Regions from separate parts of the Mus musculus genome. Here all the other regions are linked to region 3. The links are chromatin contacts, called in public HiCAR-type and promoter capture Hi-C maps. All regions are on one chromosome and are shown on one strand. Each heading gives the region's core, a stretch centred on a gene start, on an enhancer-like site or on the middle of the called end of the contact. The rest is flanking DNA. Distances are from core to core; before and after follow the strand shown. Region 1 holds the start of Riok2 (RIO kinase 2). Region 2 has its middle 7.0 kb from the start of Gm51425. Region 3 holds the start of Rgmb (repulsive guidance molecule family member B).

Region 1 (4,739 bases), core at 1,085-3,584, 1.5 Mb after region 3:
CCCTGGCTGTTCTAGAACTGACTCTACAGACCAGGCTGGCCTTGGTCAAGAGATTTGCCTTCAGGCAATCTCAGCATTTAAGAGCACTGACTGTTCTTCTGAAAGTCCTGAGTTTAAATCCCAGCAACCACACGGTGGCTCACAACCATCTGTAATGAGATCTGATGCCCTCTTCTGGTGTGTCTGAAGACAGCTATGGTGTACTTAGATATAATAATAGATAAATCTTGGGGCCAGAGTGAGGAGTTCCAGATCGAGCAGAGGTCCTGAGTTCAATTGTCAGCAACCACAAGATGGCTCACAACCATCTGTCCAGCTACAGTTTACTCATATACATAAAATAAATAAATCTTAAAGAGAAAGGGAGGGGAGGGGAGGGGAGGGGAGGGGAGGGGAGTGGAGAGAGATTTGCCTGTCTTTGCCTCTCAAGTTCTGGGATTAAAGGCACATGCCACCACAACCCAGCTAAAAGGTTTTTCATAGGTAACTGTCTAAGGGAGTTGCAATAAGAACAAACAGACATGACTACAAACTGACTCAAAGAGATGACATAGATTGTTAAATACATTGAATTCCAGACTTTAAAAAAAAAATGAGAACTTTAGGCACTCAGGGTCCTTTATGAGAAGCAACATGTGTCTGTATGAGTTTGACTACAGTGGAGAAGTCTGGGAAAGGGAAATTCAACATTCTTAGTCCTTGGCTTTTCTGTTACATCCAGTGGTTTTTTACACATCTCCTTCCCATAAGTTCAAGTTTTAGGACTTGGGATTAAGTTTCCCCAGAGCCTAGAAAAAAAAAAGTGGTATCTATATTTGATAAATGGTGAATGGATGAAGAATAGGCTAAGTCAGCTGTGGGTCCAGACCCCTTTGGGAACCCCGTCTCCAAAAAAGTATTTGCATTACATTAAGAATTGTAACAGTAGCAAATTACAGTTATGAAGTAGCAATAAAAAACAATTCTATTGTTGGCAATCACCACAAAATAAACTGTATTAAAGGACCGCTGTACTAGGATGGTTGGGAACCACTGGCTTAAGTCACACTAAGTATGGTGAGAAAGGAAGATTGAATTTAAATCCTTTACTCATAAATGACTTGATTACTAAAAAAACAAACAAACAAACAAAAAACCCACAATATTGAAAAGATGAGAAATCTGGACTGTGATTACCCCAATATTCCAGAACTTGGATCCAAACCCACTCAATTAGTGGTGGCTCTGTGGAGCAATGCTGAAAGGAGACAGAAAGACAGATAATCAAAGCTTCAAACTTTTTGTTTTCACATGTTCTAATGTTAATGTAGAAAGAAAAATTCCATTGTGTACAACGGTCTTAATTAGTTAAGTCCTAATTAGATATGCCTAGAATCCTGTATTCAAGCATACAAGACCCCAAAGACAGGAACATAGAGATGAAAAAGGATTGATCTTTTGTTTCGATTTGATGATTTTAGATTACCAACTACTTTAGCTGGACCGATACGGACACTACAGCCTGCTGTCTGCCCCTATGCTTTATGAAAGAGCTTACTCCAGGAAGATACTCAGCACCACTCTCCAAAAGGAGGAAATGAATACATTGTTTCTTGGAAACTGGAAGGAGTGGAGTATGGAAGGAACACGAAGGTATCTTAATCTGAGTCCTTAAAGTTTGCACATACCTCAAAAAAAAAAAAAAAAAAGTTACACACCAGTCGTTGGCAATCTCTCAAGTATAAAGCAGATCATAACACTGGACACTTATAGCGCCCAAGCTTAACCTAAGAGCTGACCAGAGAAGATCTGCAGCTTAAAGGACTGAAATATAGATAATTCGTGAAATGAGAAACACAGGTACTGAATATCACATGAGTCACACTTGTTACTATGCTGCTGCTGTCGGGATGAAGGTACGGTAATAAAAGTCTTTGTCTTGGGTACATTGTCTTGTTAAGCCTCCCAAATGCTCCTGGACCCAAGAAACATTGAGGTGCGCGCTTTCTTTGGAAGCGAGCACTGGATAGTACGTACAGAAGCTCCTCCTAACCCGTCCTGGGATCAGCGTCCCAGGCCAGCGGGGCAGCTCCTAACCCGGCCCTCCTCCGCCGGACAGGGGTGGGGCTGCCGAGAGACAGCGCGTGCGGCTCTGTGGCCACCCTTTCAGTGGTTTTGCTGGCCTCCGGTCTCGCTTACTCATTTCCCTCCCTGACTTTACAGTGCACAGTTGCTGCACTAAAAGTGGGCGTGGCTCGGAACGAATAAAACACGCCCCTCTCGTGACGTAAGCACTGTTGCATGCGGAAGTCCGGCCTTAATTCCAATCAGGTCCTAGCAGCTCTGAAAAGTAACGTGGCATACTATGTAAAACATTTGCAACTTGCCAAATCAGTCAAACGTAAATTATTTATTTAGGGGCTGAAAAATCACTTCTGCCTGATTTTTAGCTACAAAAACGAGAAAAAAATAGCATTTTTCTACTGCTTCTTGAGCACGTGTTCTTACCTAGCGATAAGCACCTTAAATACAGGGCGCGTGCGCGGGCAGGTCGCCGCCGAAAGCCTGCGAGATTACCCAGCAACTTTGCGTCTTCCCAGAGAGCGTCCGTGGTGGAACTGGGCAAGCATGGGGAAGGTGAATGTAGCCAAGCTTAGGTACATGAGCCGCGATGACTTCAGAGTTCTGACTGCGGTAAGGAGTACACCTTTCTTGCTTATCCATTCGGTGACGTCCTCCTCCTGCTATTCTAAGGTCGCTGGGAGCTGAGTGAGGGCTCTCTGATTTGTGGATTGTTTGCCGAGGCTGGGATCTGGGTAAAGGGCACCAAGGTCTGATTTTCATGAAGCTTTGTGAAAAAAAGAACTATCTTTTACTAAACATGGTTCTTCCTTTCAGCTTCTTTTGCTGCAGATGTGCTTACGTCTCTGTGGCCCGGGAAATTTCATTGATCTTTGGCTTCCAAACTAGGGGAGGGTGGGAGTTAAGTCCTCTAATAGACTCAGACACTTAATGTTAAAAAAAAAAAGTCAGCTTTCTCTATCAAATATAACAGCAGAGTGCAAAACAAAGGAGGAAAGGAGATGCCTCTTAGTCGACCAGCAAATCAATATGTTAACAATGTAGTCAGATAGTAAGTACCGTGAAGGTAACAAAGGATAAAGAAATAGAAAGTAGCCACGTGTTGGAAGGATACTGTCTTTGAGTTTTACAGTGATGGAGACAGAATCCAAGAATCTTGTCTTTACTGTTAATCGAACTACAAAGTTTGTCCCCACCCCCCGAACCAATGAATCTTAACTGCCGGAGAAAAAAGTGTCCTTGGAGAGAGTTGTAGAAGAGGTGTCCTTGGAGAGAGTTAGAGGCAAATTAGAGCAAAAACTCAGAGATGGGAGGGAGAGTCTTCATAGAAGAGAAAGGTTCGATATAATGGTTGGGGACATACATGGAAAATGAGAACCAAACCATATAAGCCCTTGCAGGCCTAGTAAACGATGTGTGTGTAAGCCCGTGATTTATTTTTATTTATTTTTTAATTCATTTATTTATTTATTTATTTTGGTTTTTCAAGACAGGGTTTCTCTGGGTGTCCCTGGCTATCCTGAAACTCACTCTGTAGACAGACTGGCCTCAAACTCAGAAATCTGCCTGCCTCTGCCTCCCAAGTGCTGGGATTAAAGGCGTGCGACACCACTGCCTGACCTGTGAATGTTTTAATTAGGAAGATGACAAAATCTGATTCTGTAGTTTTAGTGTTGTGGCACAGAAATCAGGACAGTTATGTAAGGTTAGAATGAGTCAGGCTTTGTTTAGGAGTTGCTGACTTTTGGTAAGGGCTGTGTTGCATAATAGGATATGAAATGTGAGTTGCCTGGTTCATGTATTATTTTAAGCCTTTGTAGCCAAGTTAAGTAGGTAACGTTTACAAATTCATCAAATGCAAGGTCCACATGAACTTTGGCATGTGCTTCCTTTTTCCTATAGCTTCCTTAATTAACCTGGCTTTTTCTTTAAGTAATGGCTTTCCTTCTCAGCACATTCATTCATTTCTCAGTGTCTTGACAAAAATAGGGTAGTCGATAAGTGTATTGGAGGATTGGGGAAGCAAGGAAAGGAGATAAGAACGAGCTAAAACTTTCAAAGGCGCAGTTATGGTGGGACACCAGAGTAAAGATTTTTCTTCCAGAATTTCTAAGATCCTAAAGACTCACCTAGGCAGCAGACTTAACATTCTGGACTCAATGGATGCCACCAGTGCTGTCTTCCCTGGCTGCTCCCTGTAGGAACTTCTTTGCCATTTCTTTGCCAGTTACCATTTCTTGACTTGTTGCATGTTTAATGTTCACCACCACCCCCCACACACTCTCCCCAGTTTTTCACATCCCCATCTCATTAATATTTTTAATAATCCTTTTTCTTCAGTTCAGAATTTTGACTCTTCATTTCTTTTACCCTTTTACATTGTTGTCTGGATCTCCCCTACTACTTCCTGAAGATCTTTAATTCAATGGAGAACAGTCTAGAAAGACATGAACCCAGGCCTCCACACAGTGCACACACATGGAAAACATACCACATATGAAGGGGCAAAAGAATCTTAATGCCCTCCTTTCATTACCACCACCAGCTGGCCCTTGCTGCTTCCTATTTTCATCATAGCTAAGGCACTATATTAATTCTCTAGTACAGTCCTTCCAGTTTTTGTATGTTCCTACTAGATTGATGTCCTAAATATAACCTCCCTCTCTCTCCCTGTCCCT
Region 2 (4,739 bases), core at 501-3,000, 1.2 Mb after region 3:
GAAACTCCTCCCTGTTAAGATTAATGACTCTACATTAATTAAAAGTTGAAATCCAGGAGTTAAGGGTGTGGCTACCTCTCAGCAAAATGGTAAACACTAGAACCTCAGACAAGCACTTAAGGGAAAGAGTTCTAAATACATGAGTTTGAAAATGTATAATTTTTCAAACACACAAAAATAATGATTCAGTTCGAATTATATGAGGATCTTCATGAATCTGAAGGAACAAAAGCAGCTGCACTGTGAACCAACATGTCAGAAAATTACGAAGGAAGGAGGTAAAGAGATTTAGGGAGTGGTAATTGAAGGAGATTTCACCCAGGTTTTTGCTTGTTTGTTTACTTGTTTGTTTGTCTGTTTAAGCTGACAAAGACGAATAAATTCCTGAGTTCAGGATCAGCCAAAGACAGATCAAGGTTTCCCTAAGACCTGGTGAAAATAGTAGTTTCAGAGCAGAGTCCTGCTCAACTAGCCTATCATCCGTGCTTAACAAAGACAGAGAGATCTTTGAGTTATTTTGGAATTTTAAGAAAAAGAATATGCCTCCTAAATTCTAAGAATCCAAGCATTGGGGTCATGGGATGCTGATTCATGAACTAATCAAAGGGAAAAACTGGACTAAATGACTGGATTGATAGTAAAATAAAAGACTGCACCTGTCTTCTCCTTGAGAAGATCCATGCAGAAAAATTTTAGGACAAATAGAACTGCTTGGAGAATGAACACACACACACACACACCACACACACACACACACACACACACACACACACACAGAGGGGGGGGCAAGCAGGAATGCAGGACTTTGACAGAGACATCTCTAAGAATGGCAAGCAAGCAGAATATAGACAGAGAAATCTCCAGAGAGGAAACACAACAGAAAGCAGACTGGAAAAGCTGTATCAAGCAGAACACAGGTCAACAGCTTGGAATCACCATTTTTCTGATCCAGACACTACTTCTTTTTCTCTCAGAACCTCTCTCTAAGCCAATCCTGTTCTTTGTCACCTATAAACACATACCCAAATACTGGTAACATATTCCATGTTTCCCAGAAGAGATTCTGGGCTCTTTGAGACACATGAATAACACCCTGTCACCCACACTATCCCCAATTATACACTCATTGCCACTGCAAATTTACCTCTTCAAACCCTGCAAGGCTTTCCTCAAGTTTTGCCCATCTTTCTATCCCAAAGAGGCAGCCTGAAAAGTATGAAAACACATATATTTTTCCAATTCCAGAGCAGTCAAGTTCAGTGGTTTTGCAGTATCCTTGCTTATACTCATGATACATTATTCCCAATTAATACATTTTACATAAAGCAATGTTACTATTACTAAGGTTTCTTTTAAATTGATCAGGAAATATAGACTTCGAGGATTATTTTGTATTCCTGAAGTACTTAAAAAATCTCTATTGGCCCCTTCCGGTCTGAGCAGCACCGGGGTAGCTAGGGCCCAGCTACCCACAACACCCGCCAAGCGATCTTAAGACTTCTGGTGAGTGGAACACAGCATCTGCTCCAATCCAATCGCGCGGGACTTGAGACTGCATTAGTCAGGGAAGCAAAAACCCGGTCTGAGTAGGGGCACAAGCCCCTTACAATCCGAGCAGTACCGGGGTAGCTAGGGCGCACAGTCGGCTAACTACCACCAGATACCCAAAACACCAGCCACTCGATCTTAAGAATTCTGAGGATTGGGATCTGCCCGGCCCTGGAGCTCTTTGCCTGAGCATCAGCAGCAGACATCTTGGTTCCGGGATCCGGCCGAGTGTATCCTGTACAGGCAGGTGACCATTTTCCCGGGCAGAGGATAGGGACCTGCCCGGCGCCGGAGCGTTTTGCCTGTGCATTGGCAGCAGACATCTTAGTTCCGTGACCCTGCTGAGTGTACCCTGCACAGACATCTTGGTTCCAGGACCCCGCCGAGTGTATCCTGCACAGCTCCAAAGAATACCAGATGGCGAAAGGCAAACGTAAGAATCCTACTAACAGAAATCAAGACCACTCACCATCATCAGAACACAGCACTCCCACGCCACCTAGTCCTGGGCACCCCAACACAACCTAAAAGCTAGACCCAGATTTAAAAGCATATCTCATGATGATGGTAGAGGACATCAACAAGAGCATTAATAACTCACTTAAAGACATACAGGAGAACACTGCTAAAGAGTTACAAGTCCTTAAAGAAAAGCAGGAAAACACAACCAAACAGGTAGAAGTCCTTATAGAAAAACAGGAAAACACATCTAAACAGGTGATGGAAATGAACAAAACCATACTAGACCTAAAAAGGGAAGTAGGCACAATAAAGAAAACCCAAAGTGAGGCAACGCTGGAGATAGAAACCCTAGGAAAGAAATCTGCAACCATAGACTCGAGCATCAGCAACAGAATACAAGAGATGGAAGAGAGAATCTCAGGTGCAAAAGATTCCATAGAGAACATCAGCACAACAATCAAAGATAATACAAAACGCAAAAAGATCCTAACTCAAAACATCCAGGAAATCCAGGACACAATGAGAATACCGAACCTACGGATAATAGGAGTTGATGAGAATGAAGATTTTCAACTTAAAGGGCCAGCAAATATATTCAACAAAATTATAGAAGAAAACTTCCCAAACCTAAAGAATGACATGCCCATGAACATACAAGAAGCCTACAGAACTCTAAATAGACTGGACCAGAAAAGAAATTCCTCCCGACACATAATAATCAGAACATCAAATGCACTAAATAAAGAGAGAATATTAAAAGCAGTAAGGGAGAAAGGTCAAGTAACATATAAAGGCAGACCTATCAGAATTACACCAGACTTTTCACCAGAGACTATGAAAGCCAGAAGAGCCTGGACAGATGTTATACAGACACTAAGAGAACACAAATGCCAGCCCAGGCTACTATACCCGGCCAAATTCTCAATTACCATAGATGGAGAAACCAAAGTATTCCACGACAAAACCAAATTCACACATTATCTTTCAACGAATCCAGCCCTTCAAAGGATAATAACAGAAAAGAAGCAATACAAGGAAGGAAATCAAGCCCTAGAACAATCAAGAAAGTAATCCCTCAACAAACCAAAAAGAAGACAGCCACAAGAACAGAATGCCAACTCTAACAACAAAAATAAAAGGAAGCAACAATTACTTTTCCTTAATATCTCTTAATATCAATGGACTCAATTCCCCAATAAAAAGACATAGACTAACAGACTGGCTACACAAACAGGACCCAACATTCTGCTGCTTACAGGAAACCCATCTCAGGGAAAAAGGCAGACACTACCTCAGAGTGAAAGGCTGGAAAACAATTTTCCAAGCAAATGGACTGAAGAAACAAGCTGGAGTAGCCATTTTAATATCGGATAAAATCGACTTCCAACCCAAAGTTATCAAAAAAGACAAGGAGGGACACTTCATACTCATCAAAGGTAAAATCCTCCAAGAGGAACTCTCAGTTCTGAATATCTACGCACCAAATGCAAGGGCAGCCACATTCATTAAAGACACTTTAGTAAAGCTCAAAGCACACATTGCACCTCACACAATAATAGTGGGAGACTTCAACACACCACTTTCATCAATGGATGATCGTGGAAACAGAAACTAAACAGGGACACAGTGAAACTAACAGAAGTTATGAAACAAAAGGATCTGACAGATATCTACAGAACATTTTATCCTAAAACAAAAGGATATACCTTCTTCTCAGCACCTCACGGGACCTTCTCCAAAATTGACCATATAATTGGCCACAAAACAGGCCTCAACAGATACAAAAATATTGAAATTGTCCCATGTATCCTATCAGACCACCATGGCCTAAGGCTGATCTTCAATAACAATATAAATAATGGAAAGCCAACATTCACGTGGAAACTGAACAACACTCTTCTCAATGATACCTTGGTCAAGGAAGGAATAAAGAAAGAAATTAAAGACTTTTTAGAGTTTAATGAAAATGAAGCCACAACATACCCAAACCTATGGGACACAATGAAAGCATTTCTAAGAGGGAAACTCATAGCTCTGAGTGCCTCCAAGAAGAAACGGGAGAGAGCACATACTAGCAGCTTGACAACACATCTAAAAGCTCTCGAAAAAAAGGAAGCAAATTCACCCAAGAGGAGTAGACGGCAGGAAATAATCAAACTCAGGGGTGAAATCTACCAAGTGGAAACAAGAAGAACTATTCAAAGAATTAACCAAACGAGGAGTTGGTTCTTTGAGAAAATCAACAAGATAGATAAACCCTTAGCTAGACTCACTAGAGGGCACAGGGACAACATCCTAATTAACAAAATCAGAAATGAAAAGGGAGACATAACAACAGATCCTGAAGAAACCCAAAACACCATCAGATCCTTCTACAAAAGGCTATACTCAACAAAACTGGAAATCCTGGATGAAATGGACAAATTTCTAGACAGATACCAGGTACCAAAGTTAAATCAGGATCAAGTTAACGATCTAAACAGTCCCATATCCCCTAAGGAAATAGAAGCAGTCATTAATAGTCCCTCAACCAAAAAAAGCCCAGGACCAGATGGGTTTAGTGCACAGTTCTACCAGACCTTCAAAGAAGATCTAATCCCAGTTCTGCACAAACTATTCCACAAAATAGAAGTAGAGGGAACTCTACCCAACTCATTCTATGAAGCCACAATTACTCTGATACCTAAACCACAGAAAGATCCAACAAAGATAGAGAACTTCAGACCAAT
Region 3 (4,538 bases), core at 264-2,763:
AGTGTTTGAAAATAAGGGGCTGGAATAGCCCAGAGTCCAGCAGCATGTAGCGCCTGGCTTGTACTTACATCATTGTTAACCCTTCTGCACCTGGAAGGGGCTCAGCGGGATCAGGATGCCCCCGAGCTCCGGAACACGCAGGACCTAGGTGTAAGAGAAGAGCCCCAGGGCTCCGTGTGAGCGCTGAGCCCCTGGAGAAAGAGAGAGAGACCACGGAGAGTGCAAGGGGTTGCATCCCCGGCCCCTTGATCCCTAACAGACTCCAGTAGGGCTCGCTTCTGGCTCTCAGGGCTAGAAGCGGCAGGTGCAAAAAGCATTTGGGAGCCGCTTGCCAGTGCTTGGAGGTAATGTGCTTCCTGTCCATTTATCTCAGGAAACCAGCACAGCCTTCCCTTCGAAACAAAATTAACCTCTCATTAGCCAGCCACTCACTCCCAAGAAGGCCTTAAAAGCTTTACCCTCTCACTAATGTATTTAGGCTTTTCTTCCAGGCAAACGAAGCCGAGGCTGTACTAACATCAGCCCCAGGGGTTCCTATGGGCTCCCTCAGGAGCCAGCCAGCCTTTCACCAGTCTAGTTTGGGAAATTGGCCAACACAGGATCCCAGTTTGTAGAAGCAGTCCGACCCAACACCCCTGAACGAACTTCACACCACCCCCGCCCCCACGATAAGTTTGTCTCTGTTTTCTTGGGCTCCTCTCACATTAAAGCTTCAGCTCCATTACCCCCGAGGAATGGGGAAGGGAATGGGGAAACTTCAGTGGCCAGCTGTTCCCAGGTCATAGGAGGCGACTGTCCCTTAGGGGAAGCGTCTACGGAAAGCTGGGGGTTGGGGAGCAGCCTTCCTTAGACTCTAGTCGGTTCCAGGCATTGCAAATTAAACGTGGCCAGGAGCTTTTGGAACGCCAGGGCTTTCTCACCCTGGACCCCACAGCCCGGAGCCTGGCAGATTTATACCACACAGGTGGACCAAGACCTAAACAAAACAGTCCCGGCCGCTGCCTGCTATTCGCCCCCCCCCCACCGTCCTCCGGGCCCACCGCAAACTTCAACAAAATAAACAACTCACCACAGGCATTCCCTTGTCTGCAGCGCGACGCTTGCCAGCTGGGAAAATAAGCCGCAAGCCACGCGGCCGGGGCGCAGGAGGGAGGCCACGCCGCGCCCGCCACTCTGCCCCAGGTGGGCGGCAGGCGGGCGGCTCCACCCGGGGGCCGCTCTCCAGATGCCGGTTCCCGAGTGAGCTCCGGGGCAGTGCTTGCACCCTGCCAGCCAGCGGGGCCTCTCTGTCACCTAGGCGGAGAGGGCGGGGAGACAGGTCCCTCTCCCCAACTTCCTCCAAACTGTTCTCTTCCCACCCCTGCCCCACGGCCACAGAGGCAGACAACCTCTGCAGCGCCGGTCCCCAGTCCACCGCTCTACCCTACTGTCCTGCTGGAGACCCGACGGCAGGGAGCGTGGTACGCCTCTCCCCGTTTCCAGGTCCTGCTCTCTCCTCTCCCGCGGTCCTACACACCGGCTTGCACAAAGGCGCCTTTCACGCCGCCAGCGCCGCCCTCTGCGCCGCCCTCCGGGCCCGCAGCGCTGCCTTTACCCACCCGGCTCATCACGGTCCTGCTGCGGGCTCTGCCTGTTGTCAGCCGGACGCGTGCGGTGTTCGCACTCCGCGCCGCCACGACGGCAACAGACCCCCCTCCCCTCGATTTTTCTCCTCGCTTTTTATAGCTGTCCATCAGTGCCCTCAAAAGCACGTCCCTCCAACTATCCTCTAGGGTCTTCCTACTGCGTGTAACTGTGAAGGAGGTGACAGGGATGGTCCTCTGGACGTGTGCGAGCACAAGAGGGTTATCGTTCCTGTCCACCTGAGGTGCCAATATGACTTGGCTTCACGTCGAGAGAAAGGGTAGAAAGAAACCCCTTAGACCCAAATGAGAAAGTGTATTGTAAAAGAACTGGCTCAGGAAATGTTTCAGGACGACGTCCTTTGCATCCCGTGGAAGGAGATGGGGGAGGGGAGATCGAGCTATGTTCTCCAGGGTGATTCTTTTTTTTTTTTTTTTAATAATACAAAGTAAATTATGATTTTATTGTGAAATTCTCATAGATGGAAAATTAAATTGAATATTTATTCTGTCCATTTTTCAATTTACAATAATCTTACCACTTATTTTTGTACCATGTATTTCAATTGTCTGTTTAGTGAAAAATAAACCTGTAATTTCTGGCTTATTTTTAGTTTAATATTTTATCATTAAAGACCTCCAGGGTGATTCTTGAGCTTCATAGATAGTTAGCGGCAGCTCACTCATTCTAGAACAAGAGTGCGGTTTTGTTTTGTTTTCTTTAGTTAAGACAAAACTCTAAGCATCTGGGCTCAGGTAGTTAGTTAATCCTTATCCTCCCCAGATCGCCTTCTCTCCACTAACCTTTACCTGCAGTTTCTCCATCTAACGGTAGGGGCAGCATAGGGTAGTATAAAAAAGGGCGGGACTTCGAGGGTTTAACTTCTGAACCTTGGGTTCACTATCAAGAAAAATGTGGAAGGTTGAGGACTCAGAACTCCCAGGTTCAGAAATTCAATAACAAAAGACCCCTCGTCATATTCCCTGTCTGGATTTTTGCATTTCATTTTCCGTTATCTTCTCTAAATACCAATCAAATTGGGGAGAAAACCAAACCAAACCAAACCAAACCAAACCAAACAAAAATACCTTGAGTCCGTTTAAGGTGTCTGTAAGATACACTGGAACCTGCTCTATTTGGTATTGAGAACAACAACAACAACAACAACAACAACAACAACAACAAAAGGTGGCGGTGGTGGTGTTGGGCTCAGTTAGTGGTCCTACAGAAACAGGAATTTTAATGTCCCCACTTGTTTTGCCTTTGAAAAGCCACTTGAGCAATCAGCCCAGCAGAGCTTTAATTTAGAAACTAAAGCCTAGTCTCCTGTGTTTTTCCTTCTCCTTCTACCAACACAAAGACAAGCTGCTGCATAGCATAATGTTGAAAACGAGTTCAAAGGAAATCCAGAGAGTCAGCTCAGAAGGCGACTTCTGATGCAGCCCAGTTCTTCACTCCTCTGCACAGCTAGCTAGACTTCACATAAACACAGACACAAATCATCACAATCCCCTTTTCCATAATACTGGCCGATGCAAAAATGGATGCCAATTGTTATGCAAATCGCCTCAGCTTGTATTTATTTAAATGATACATTTAACTTTTCCACAGTCTCGTTTTTTTTTTTTTTTTTTGTCCCACTTTGAAAGCTTGGGCTTTAGTCCCCTCTGTGGTCATCTGTGCCTTATTTCCTTGTAGAGTTTTTGAAATTAATGCACAAAAAGGCTGAAATTTCATGACGTGCTAGTCTGTCTGTCTTTCTTTCTTTCTTTTCTTAGATCATCTGAATTTTCTAATCCTTCTTTACAGGTTACCTAGACCATTTTTGATTAAGAAAACTGTAGAAAGTTGGTAACTGTCACACACAGATGCCGGTTGGTGGCACATGTCAGTTTTCCAGATTTGTGCTTTGTGGGGTATCTGAATACACTGCACCAGGTTATGGTAGATTTTAGTCCACAGGTCGATTTTCCCCCATTTTTTTTAAAAATGTAAACCCTAAAGTATTCTTACAGAATTTTCTACGGTACTTAGAGAATTCTTCAGCTAGGTCAGCCCAGAGTGGGTACGGAGGCTGGGGCTGTTCACCAGTGCTGCCAGGGGCTGAATTGCTTGGCCAGTCTTGGTGGCTAGGTTCCAGTTTTCAGCAGTAATTACCTGCAGACAGATCTGCCCCTTTTCATCAATGTCAGGGTGGTAGATCTTTGTTTTAAATGTGATGTTGGGTGGTTTGAGTGGATACTTTGCTGGAAAGTTTATTTCAGTTCTGAAGGCATCATATGGAGGGCCGTCAGGAACAATAAGCCCTTGTCAAGTCAGTCAATTACGTTTGTCAACCTGGGTGTTAGGGAAGATTTCATCCCACATTTTCAGGTCTCTTCACACTCCTTCATCAGCCTCCTGCTGGCTGCCATCTATGAAGTGCTGCTTAGAAACTATACATCTCATCTCCTGTTTAAACAAAACCTAAAACCATGCCTAGCTTTTACTAGCAATATACACTTTTTAAAATAGAACTAGTAAGGAGAATTTCCTTGAGTTCAAATTTATGGGGAAGAGACATGACAGCTTATAATGCAAGTATATATTGTTTAATGATTAAATCAAGGTTGTTTGACATTTCCATTTCCTCTAACAAGTGTCTCAACACACAGGATAAGAAGCCCCCCTCTTAAAAAATATTTGTACACATTTATGGATTAAAGCATGATATTTTAGTACAGGAATACAGCATGTATTGATCAAATCAGGATAATTAATGTTTCCATTTCAGCATGACTTTGTGTTTAAGTACTCCTCATGTTAGAAAATAAAAATTTGTTCGAAAATAAATAGTAGTGAGAAATGTGAACTTTGAAAATTGTGTTGCTATTATGTAAAAATTTTAACTTAGAAATGATAATTACATATATTTA

Evidence for each region. Promoter capture Hi-C pulls out the DNA fragments that hold promoters and counts their contacts. HiCAR-type assays count read pairs that join an accessible place to other places.
Region 1: a HiCAR-type map of astrocytes shows a contact between it and region 3, with 7 times the contacts expected there. The contact joins the promoter of Riok2 here to the promoter of Rgmb in region 3. A contact is called at or near these places in 13 of 39 promoter capture datasets (the 3T3-L1 cell line, 3T3-L1-derived adipocytes, cranial neural crest and 7 more), 7 of 484 Hi-C or Micro-C datasets (CD4 T cells, CD8 T cells, the MNK3 cell line and 3 more), 10 of 115 datasets of contacts at active chromatin or transcription factors (astrocytes, cardiomyocytes, differentiating embryonic stem cells and 6 more) and 2 of 9 other capture datasets (adipose tissue and liver).
Region 2: a promoter capture Hi-C map of embryonic stem cells shows a contact between it and region 3, with 7 times the contacts expected there. The contact joins the enhancer-like site here to the promoter of Rgmb in region 3. A contact is called at or near these places in 1 of 39 promoter capture datasets (embryonic stem cells), 4 of 115 datasets of contacts at active chromatin or transcription factors (embryonic stem cells, pancreatic cancer cells and stem cell-derived neural progenitor cells) and 2 of 9 other capture datasets (liver and pancreatic islet).

Annotation. Positions count from the first base shown.
Region 1 is chr17:17,371,998-17,376,736 of GRCm38.p6, forward strand. Riok2 (RIO kinase 2) reads left to right here and starts at 2,335. Exons shown (of 10, transcript NM_025934.2): 1 at 2,335-2,673. The coding sequence starts at 2,608. Gm36768 (predicted gene, 36768) reads right to left here and starts at 2,219. Exons shown (of 4, transcript NR_168690.1): 1 at 2,017-2,219; 2 at 1,177-1,237.
Region 2 is chr17:16,995,706-17,000,444 of GRCm38.p6, forward strand. No RefSeq gene overlaps it. Among named protein-coding and RNA genes, the nearest start is that of Gm51425, 7.0 kb to the right of the region's middle. Within about 2 kb of position 1,751, at least 11 of the 459 cell types and tissues checked have an H3K27ac peak or open chromatin away from gene starts, as enhancers often do. A contact at or near this core is called in embryonic stem cells, where this site is marked.
Region 3 is chr17:15,829,552-15,834,089 of GRCm38.p6, forward strand. Rgmb (repulsive guidance molecule family member B) reads right to left here and starts at 1,514. Exons shown (of 5, transcript NM_001372257.1): 1 at 1,070-1,514; 2 at 69-144. The coding sequence starts at 73. It also overlaps the pseudogene Gm3292.